2 separate regions of the Gossypium hirsutum genome follow, and region 1 is linked to region 2. Evidence: chromatin contacts called from public Hi-C data. All regions are on one chromosome and are shown on one strand. Each heading gives the region's core, a stretch centred on a gene start, on an enhancer-like site or on the middle of the called end of the contact. The rest is flanking DNA. Distances are from core to core; before and after follow the strand shown. Region 1 overlaps LOC107889266 (transcription factor GAMYB). Region 2 holds the start of LOC107889262 (CBL-interacting protein kinase 32).

Evidence for each region. Hi-C and Micro-C count contacts between places; a contact is called where the count stands out from the background.
Region 1: a contact with region 2 is called in a Hi-C map of leaf, with 2.1 times the contacts expected there. The contact joins the enhancer-like site here to the promoter of LOC107889262 in region 2. A contact is called at or near these places in 7 of 34 Hi-C or Micro-C datasets (callus, hypocotyl, leaf and 1 more).

The regions. Positions count from the first base shown.
Region 1 is chrA09:67,942,692-67,946,042 of Gossypium_hirsutum_v2.1, forward strand. It overlaps LOC107889266 (transcription factor GAMYB), which reads left to right. Exons shown (of 4, transcript XM_041076506.1): 4 at 1-513. Among protein-coding and RNA genes, the nearest start is that of LOC107889267, 11 kb to the right of the region's middle. Within about 2 kb of position 1,975, at least 2 of the 9 cell types and tissues checked have an H3K27ac peak or open chromatin away from gene starts, as enhancers often do. A contact at or near this core is called in hypocotyl and leaf, where this site is marked.
Region 2 is chrA09:67,796,014-67,799,382 of Gossypium_hirsutum_v2.1, forward strand. LOC107889262 (CBL-interacting protein kinase 32) reads left to right here and starts at 1,410. Exons shown (of 14, transcript XM_016813627.2): 1 at 1,410-1,460; 2 at 2,339-2,541; 3 at 2,636-2,698; 4 at 2,969-3,040. The coding sequence starts at 2,371.

The DNA of each region.
Region 1 (3,351 bases), core at 725-3,224, 150 kb after region 2:
CATTTTTTGTCAACCTTCTGAAAATCATTGAAATTGCTTGGAACTTGAATTGCCATTATGATATTTTCCTTGCTGCCGGTGGAATTTTTAAAGATTTTTGTCAATTTGTGAACTATTGGAGGAGGTGTTGGATAAGTTTTTATGGAACTACAATTGTTTTGTCATTGAACTTTTGATTGACATTTGAAGCAGATGAAAGTGGTGGTGCCAAGTGCGTTTATGGCACTCTGAACAAATTGGCTGATGTTGGATGTAGCACTTGAAGTAACAGATTGTGCGAGTTTGATTTTCTATGGTGCTCAGTTCACGAGAGAACATGATGCTCACAGACCAAATTGATTGCAAACATTCATATCAGCGGTGTAAGTCTTACTATTTTAGTGACATTAATTGCACCTCAATTCGACAATGAGAGTTTTATCTTAGCTTTTGCGATTAGATGAAAAAGCGTTTTTTATTGTAAAAGTATAGTGTTTTTCATTGTTTCTACAATAAAAAAACATATTTATTTCAGGTCTTTTTCCACCGTAATGAAAAACAGTTTTATAGGTTGAAAAGTACTTTTGAAGTTAGACTTTGATTTCAAATTAAAGAAAAAAATTGATAATAAGCCATTTTTAAAACCAAATTATTTTAAACTCAAGTCAAATTTTTAGTTTTTGGTTTTTGAAAATTTGTTTTTTGAATTTATTTTTTTCATCTCTCATTAAATATTTTATTTTATAACATAATGTCTAAAATTATCATTTTATTTTTTTAAAAGTACTTCTTGACAATAATAGTAAATACTATCAAAAAGTTTAAAAGTATATTTTAATTTCTTTTTACAATTTTTTTTACAGTATTTTTTATGCGTAGCGAAACTAATTAAACATTTGAGTAAGGCAAGTGTACCTATCAATTAATAGTATAATTACGGTGATTAAATATATCGTCTTCACGAAGACTAAAAATACTAATATTACCGTCTTTTTATTATTTAACTGAATAATTCAATTAATTAATTAAAATTAAAATTAACTAATTTAATTAACTAACGAACACAACAAAATACAAAATACAAAAATAATCAATTAACAATCAATAAGTAAAATAATATCTAAGAAAAAATTCACCTACATTTCATCTGTCACTATTAACCTAAATTACGCAATTTATTTACTTAATATTTTGATCAGTAAAAATATTTAAATTATGCAAATATCTCTTTCGGCCATCAGATCAAATGGCTCTAGGTTGATTAATTGAATTTTTAATTAAAACCCTTATTATCGCATTAACTCGTGCTATGAATTTTCCTCTTAGATTTGACTCAAATTCAGTAAATTTATGTCGACTTATTTCTAAAATTACATGCAACTTTATTCAACTATGTAAGATTCATAAGTTTTTACCCAAATAATATAAAAAAATAAATATTTACTGATATAGAATAGGTTGATCATTATTTAAAAAACTATGCAAAAGGAACAGTGGATCACTCGTGTGGCTTGAGCATTCATCGGCACCACCCTCAATTGCTTGTAATAATTAGTGAAATGATTTTTTTTTAAAAAAATTTTTATGGTGCTGCTTGAGCAATTAGCAGCACCTGTATCATGTACCTAAAAATATACTAATATTTTATACTGTCAGTTTGAAAAATATATTTTTTAATGGTATCGTCGATGTGTCAAGCAGCACTGGAATAAATTAATAATTATTTTTTAAATTAAAAAAAAAGCCAAAATAAGAGCCTATATATTTTTTGAATTTGCAACTATGGGTAACATGGAGATTTTTTTTTTTTTTAACATAATCTTAACCTCCATAAAATAAGTAGTGATGACAAATAAAGCACTAATCACAAGTTAGACCTCGAGCCCCTCATTACACTGCCCGAGACAAATAAAAGAAAGGAAAAATTGCAAGCAATAGGAAATGAAAAGATATAGCAGAAACAAAACAAACACAAGCCCAATCATTGCTTCCCTTCAAACCCGATGAAAACCCAGCCGTAAGACTCCCTCCGGTCTATCCCTACAACTCTGGTACATGAACAACCCATTAGCAACAAAGAGAGAAATTTTTTTTTGAATTTAAAAAAAATAATTATTAATTTATTTTAGTGTCACATGGCATATCGATGATGTTATTAAAAAATATTTTTTCAGTATGACAGTATAAAATATTATAGTATTTTTTACGTGATATTGGTGTTACTAATTAATCAGATGACACTATAAAAAAATTACTTTTTTAAAAATAAGTAACCATTTCACTAATCATTGCTGGCAATTAAGGGTGATGCCGCCGATTATTCAGGTAGCACCGTTGATTCATTGTTCCTTTTGCCTAGTTTTGAATAATAATTAGATTATCTCATATAAGTAAATATATATTTTTTATAATATTTGGGTAAAAAAACCCCAAGATTTGTTTTTAAATATGATCTATTCAACCATCGATTTAAGCACATCAAACATAGATCAATAATTTAAAAATATCAAATCAAGAATTAAGAACATATAATAGAGAATAAGAAAATGAATATTTATTGCGTAAAATAAAAATTAAATGATAGAATCTATCATAAGATTCATTTAATGTTTGAAAAAAAAATCTAAAATACAGTATAATTGAAAGAAATAAAAAAAATTCATGATAACTTCTTAAAAAACCAAATGAAAATCCTCAATCTTGACAAAAATTTGCTCCAAAGTCAGTTTCAATAGTGTTTTTTGAGTTATTTTTTTGAATATTCCGTGACGGTTCACTCTTATCTTCTTATTTTTATCATCTATACGTCATAAAATATTTAAAAAATCTACAAATTGTGATTTTCTACAGATTGGTGCGTAATTCTATGAAATCGATACTGCCTACCATACGGCTATGTGGGTCACATGCTCGTGTGAAATGGGCTCTTACAGCATTAAAATACGAATATAAATTATTAAGAGCATAAAATTCACAATTAACATCGAAGAATCATCTAAAAACGCATTAAAAATAAGGTTAAAACAGATGACATAGCATACTTAATAATGCATAGCACTATTTAATCTTACTCCCAACCAATACATACCAACTTCGCCAACACACCAAATAGGATTACTATGAACCCATCCAACTAAAACACCAAAATTTGTAGTCGTAAGCCATGAAATATGTAGACAAGCTGCTAGATATATACTGTGAAAATACTACCAGAAACAGATATCACAGGTTACCTGCCAAATCAGAGTTGCGGGAAAACCGCCAGAATTGTAGATCACAATCTGCCAAAACTTCCTCCAAGTAAACATATCCCAAATCTCAATGCACATGCAAATGGCCTAACATACTAATTATACTCAAATCATACATATC
Region 2 (3,369 bases), core at 160-2,659:
GACATTCAATTATTTTAAAATTATATGTTTCTTTAAAACATGCATTTGGATTGAATGAAATAGAAACTTGTACAGATTAGAAAGTCACCCATACTTTTTTTATTTTATTTTATTTATTAATAACCTTGTTTACCACATGTGTTATTTGAAGCTGATTTCTCAATAAATTTGTTTTTTAATGATAAATTTTATTCATACCTATCTAATTATATATTTATATATATATTTATTAGCTATAGAAATAAAAAAAACTTTCATTTTAAGCATTCGCTGTATTTAAAATTACAAATAGTAAATTAATATGACATTTGAAAAAAACAGGTATAATAATAAATTAAACTCTCAATTTTTATATATTATATCAATTTAACCATAATTTTAAAAAATAACTCTCAAAATTTATAAATAATCCTAATTTAATCTTAAATTTAAATATATATATATATAAATAAATAAATATTTAAAATATATATACTAATAAATTTAAATTTAAATTTTATATTAATATTAATATTAAATAAATTTAATTATATTATATTAAATAAAATAAAAATCCCCCACCCTTGTCCCTCTTCCATCCACCACCGTACTTCAACATCCATCTTTCCATGCAAACTTCAAATGCCATCGTCCTGCAAATTTCAACCTCCCATTATACGTTTTAGCCATTTCTTGGTGACAAGGCAAAAAAACTCAGATTCCAAGGAACCAAAAACTGCAACAACAGGGCATCGATCTTAGGTTGCTAAAAACAGACGCTGGTCGTGTGTTGCAGTGTTGGATCAGGACCTTCAGATCCTGCTTCCTGGTTAGTCTCATCTACCATTATATTATTTTCCCCGTTTATTTTACAAATAAACAAGGAAAGAAGTGATGTATTTGAGAATGAGTTTTTGAGCAGGAAACTTTGGGTTGTGGGAATTGTGATGACTATCATCCTACCCTTTTAGAGGAGGAATGCATTGTTAAAAAATATAATCAAAGATCGGTGGTGGGGGTGGGGGGTTTATTTTCTTTAATATTAATATTAATATTAATACAAAATTTAAATTTATTATTATATTTTTAAAAATATTTATGTATTTTTATTTTTTTAAAATTTTTTTTAGAATCATGTCAAAATCAATAAATAATATATATTGCATGAATCACGTTATTTTTTGTTGTCATATTCTTCTAATTTATTTTAAAGAAAAAGAGCAAGCAAGCAGGCAGGGCAGTGACAGTAATAGTAATGCCATAAAAGTAATAAGAAGAGTGGCAATGTCTGCCAGTGTGTCTGAAGAAACAAATGGATTGAAAATGTAAACAGTGTGGATTCTTGTAAGGTTTGGGTAGGTTTTGAGGGTCCCTAAGAATTAATGGTTTTTAAATTTGGATTTCTCTTACAATCATTTATGTTTACAGTTAGTTGCCTTTCACCAGCAACACCAAACAACGTTTTCATCAATGCTTCAAAGGTTACTTCTCTTTCTTTTCTTTTACTAAGTTTAATGAAGAAATTCAGATCCATTTTACTACTTTAAGACAAAAGTTTGTCTGGTTATAGCAGCATATATAGTTGTTGACGATGATGATTATCAAAGCTGATATTTGATATTTGACTCTTGAATGAACTCAAAAGCCATTTGTTCCCTTGTTCTTTCGACTTACTTGCACACGTTTTTTTTCTCCTTTCTCTAATTATTTTAGTGGTTGTGCATGTGAAGAAGAGAAGTTAGAAATTTTATAAAGTTAAATTTATAATTTTATAATTTTTAGAGGGATGAAAATGAAAATTTATTATTTTTTAAGACGGGGACGCTGCTTGCCTCACTTGTGCATACGAATATATATACGTGTATATAATGCCGTTATGGAATTAGGTTTGAATTTCGTACCTTTACGTGCACAAAATATTGGAATTTGACTGTTGGTTGGATGTTTTCTTGACCCTTTTGGCCTCAGCTCTGCTCAGCTCTTATTGAAACCCAATCAAGCTCTTTAATTTCTGGGTAATTCTTGAATTTGTAGAATCAGAAGAACTTGATGAAAGCTTTTACTTGATTCATTTTCTGTTACGAGATTCATATAATTACAAAAATATTATGGTTTTCAGCAATAGGAAAGGATCCTCGTGGGGGAATTATATTATAATTTATATGCACTGGTTCATTTGTTTATTCCAATGTACTTGCTGTTAGGTTTTCTATATAAAGTTGGTAGAAAATATAGTTTTTATTTTTCTTCTTAGGGAAATAAGGTATTATTTAGTTTTCAATGTACCCTTTTTTCTCCTGTTTCTGTATTGTGTTGTGTTGATGTTTGATACCATTTCAATGGCGATTTTGGATTTTAGTGTGAGGAAGAGAATTTGAAAGCTTGGTAGGGATGAATCAACCCAAAATTAAAGGAAGAGTGGGTAAATACCAAGTGGGAAGGACCATTGGAGAGGGAACCTTTGCTAAAGTGAAGTTCGCGAGAAATTCTGAGACTGGGGAACCGGTGGCACTTAAGATCCTTGATAAAGACAAGGTTCTCAAGCACAAAATGGCTGAACAGGTTCCTTTTTCTAACTCCCTTCTTTTCTTTGTTGAAGGGGAATTATCCCACCAAATTCTATCTATATTTCTTTCTTTTCTGCTTGTTTTTGCAGATTAAGCGGGAAATAGCAACAATGAAGCTGATAAAGCACCCAAATGTCATCCGTTTACACGAGGTTAGAAAATTAAGATTTTTTTAATTTTATATTATTGAGTTTTCAGAGGTCCAAAAATGAAAATTCTCCATTTAACTAAGAGCTAAAAAAGGAAAGATTTAATTTTTGGGAGGGCTAAAATGCAATTCTCCCGTTTTCTGTTTTGGCTGTAATATTTCAGCGAGGTCTTTTTTGTGTCACTTGTATTATTGTATTGTAGAACAGCATACAAGCAACAATCTTCAACATAATTTCCCAATTTTTTGTTTATATATAAAATTGCATGTATAGGTGATGGCAAGCAAGACAAAGATATTTATAGTTTTGGAGTTCGTCACCGGGGGAGAGCTCTTTGATAAAATTGTGAGTTGTTGAAGTTTTGTTTATTTGCATTATAGGTCACTTAATTTAGCTTTAATTTTCATGTAAATAAAAAATATTTAGTTTCATTGAATTATATCATTCAACTTCTATTATTAACAAATTAGGTTAACTCCATTCACTAATTCTAAAGAAAAAATGGACTCAAACATGGCTTCCGTAACTTAGCATGATATTTCAAATTCCATTATGTTCAAAAAATAATTAATATATGCATGTTCAGACAACTTTTACATTAAAATTATTCAATGAAATTAGCATAATTGACCTACTTTGTTAATAATAGAAGTTGAATGATATAATTCAATGAA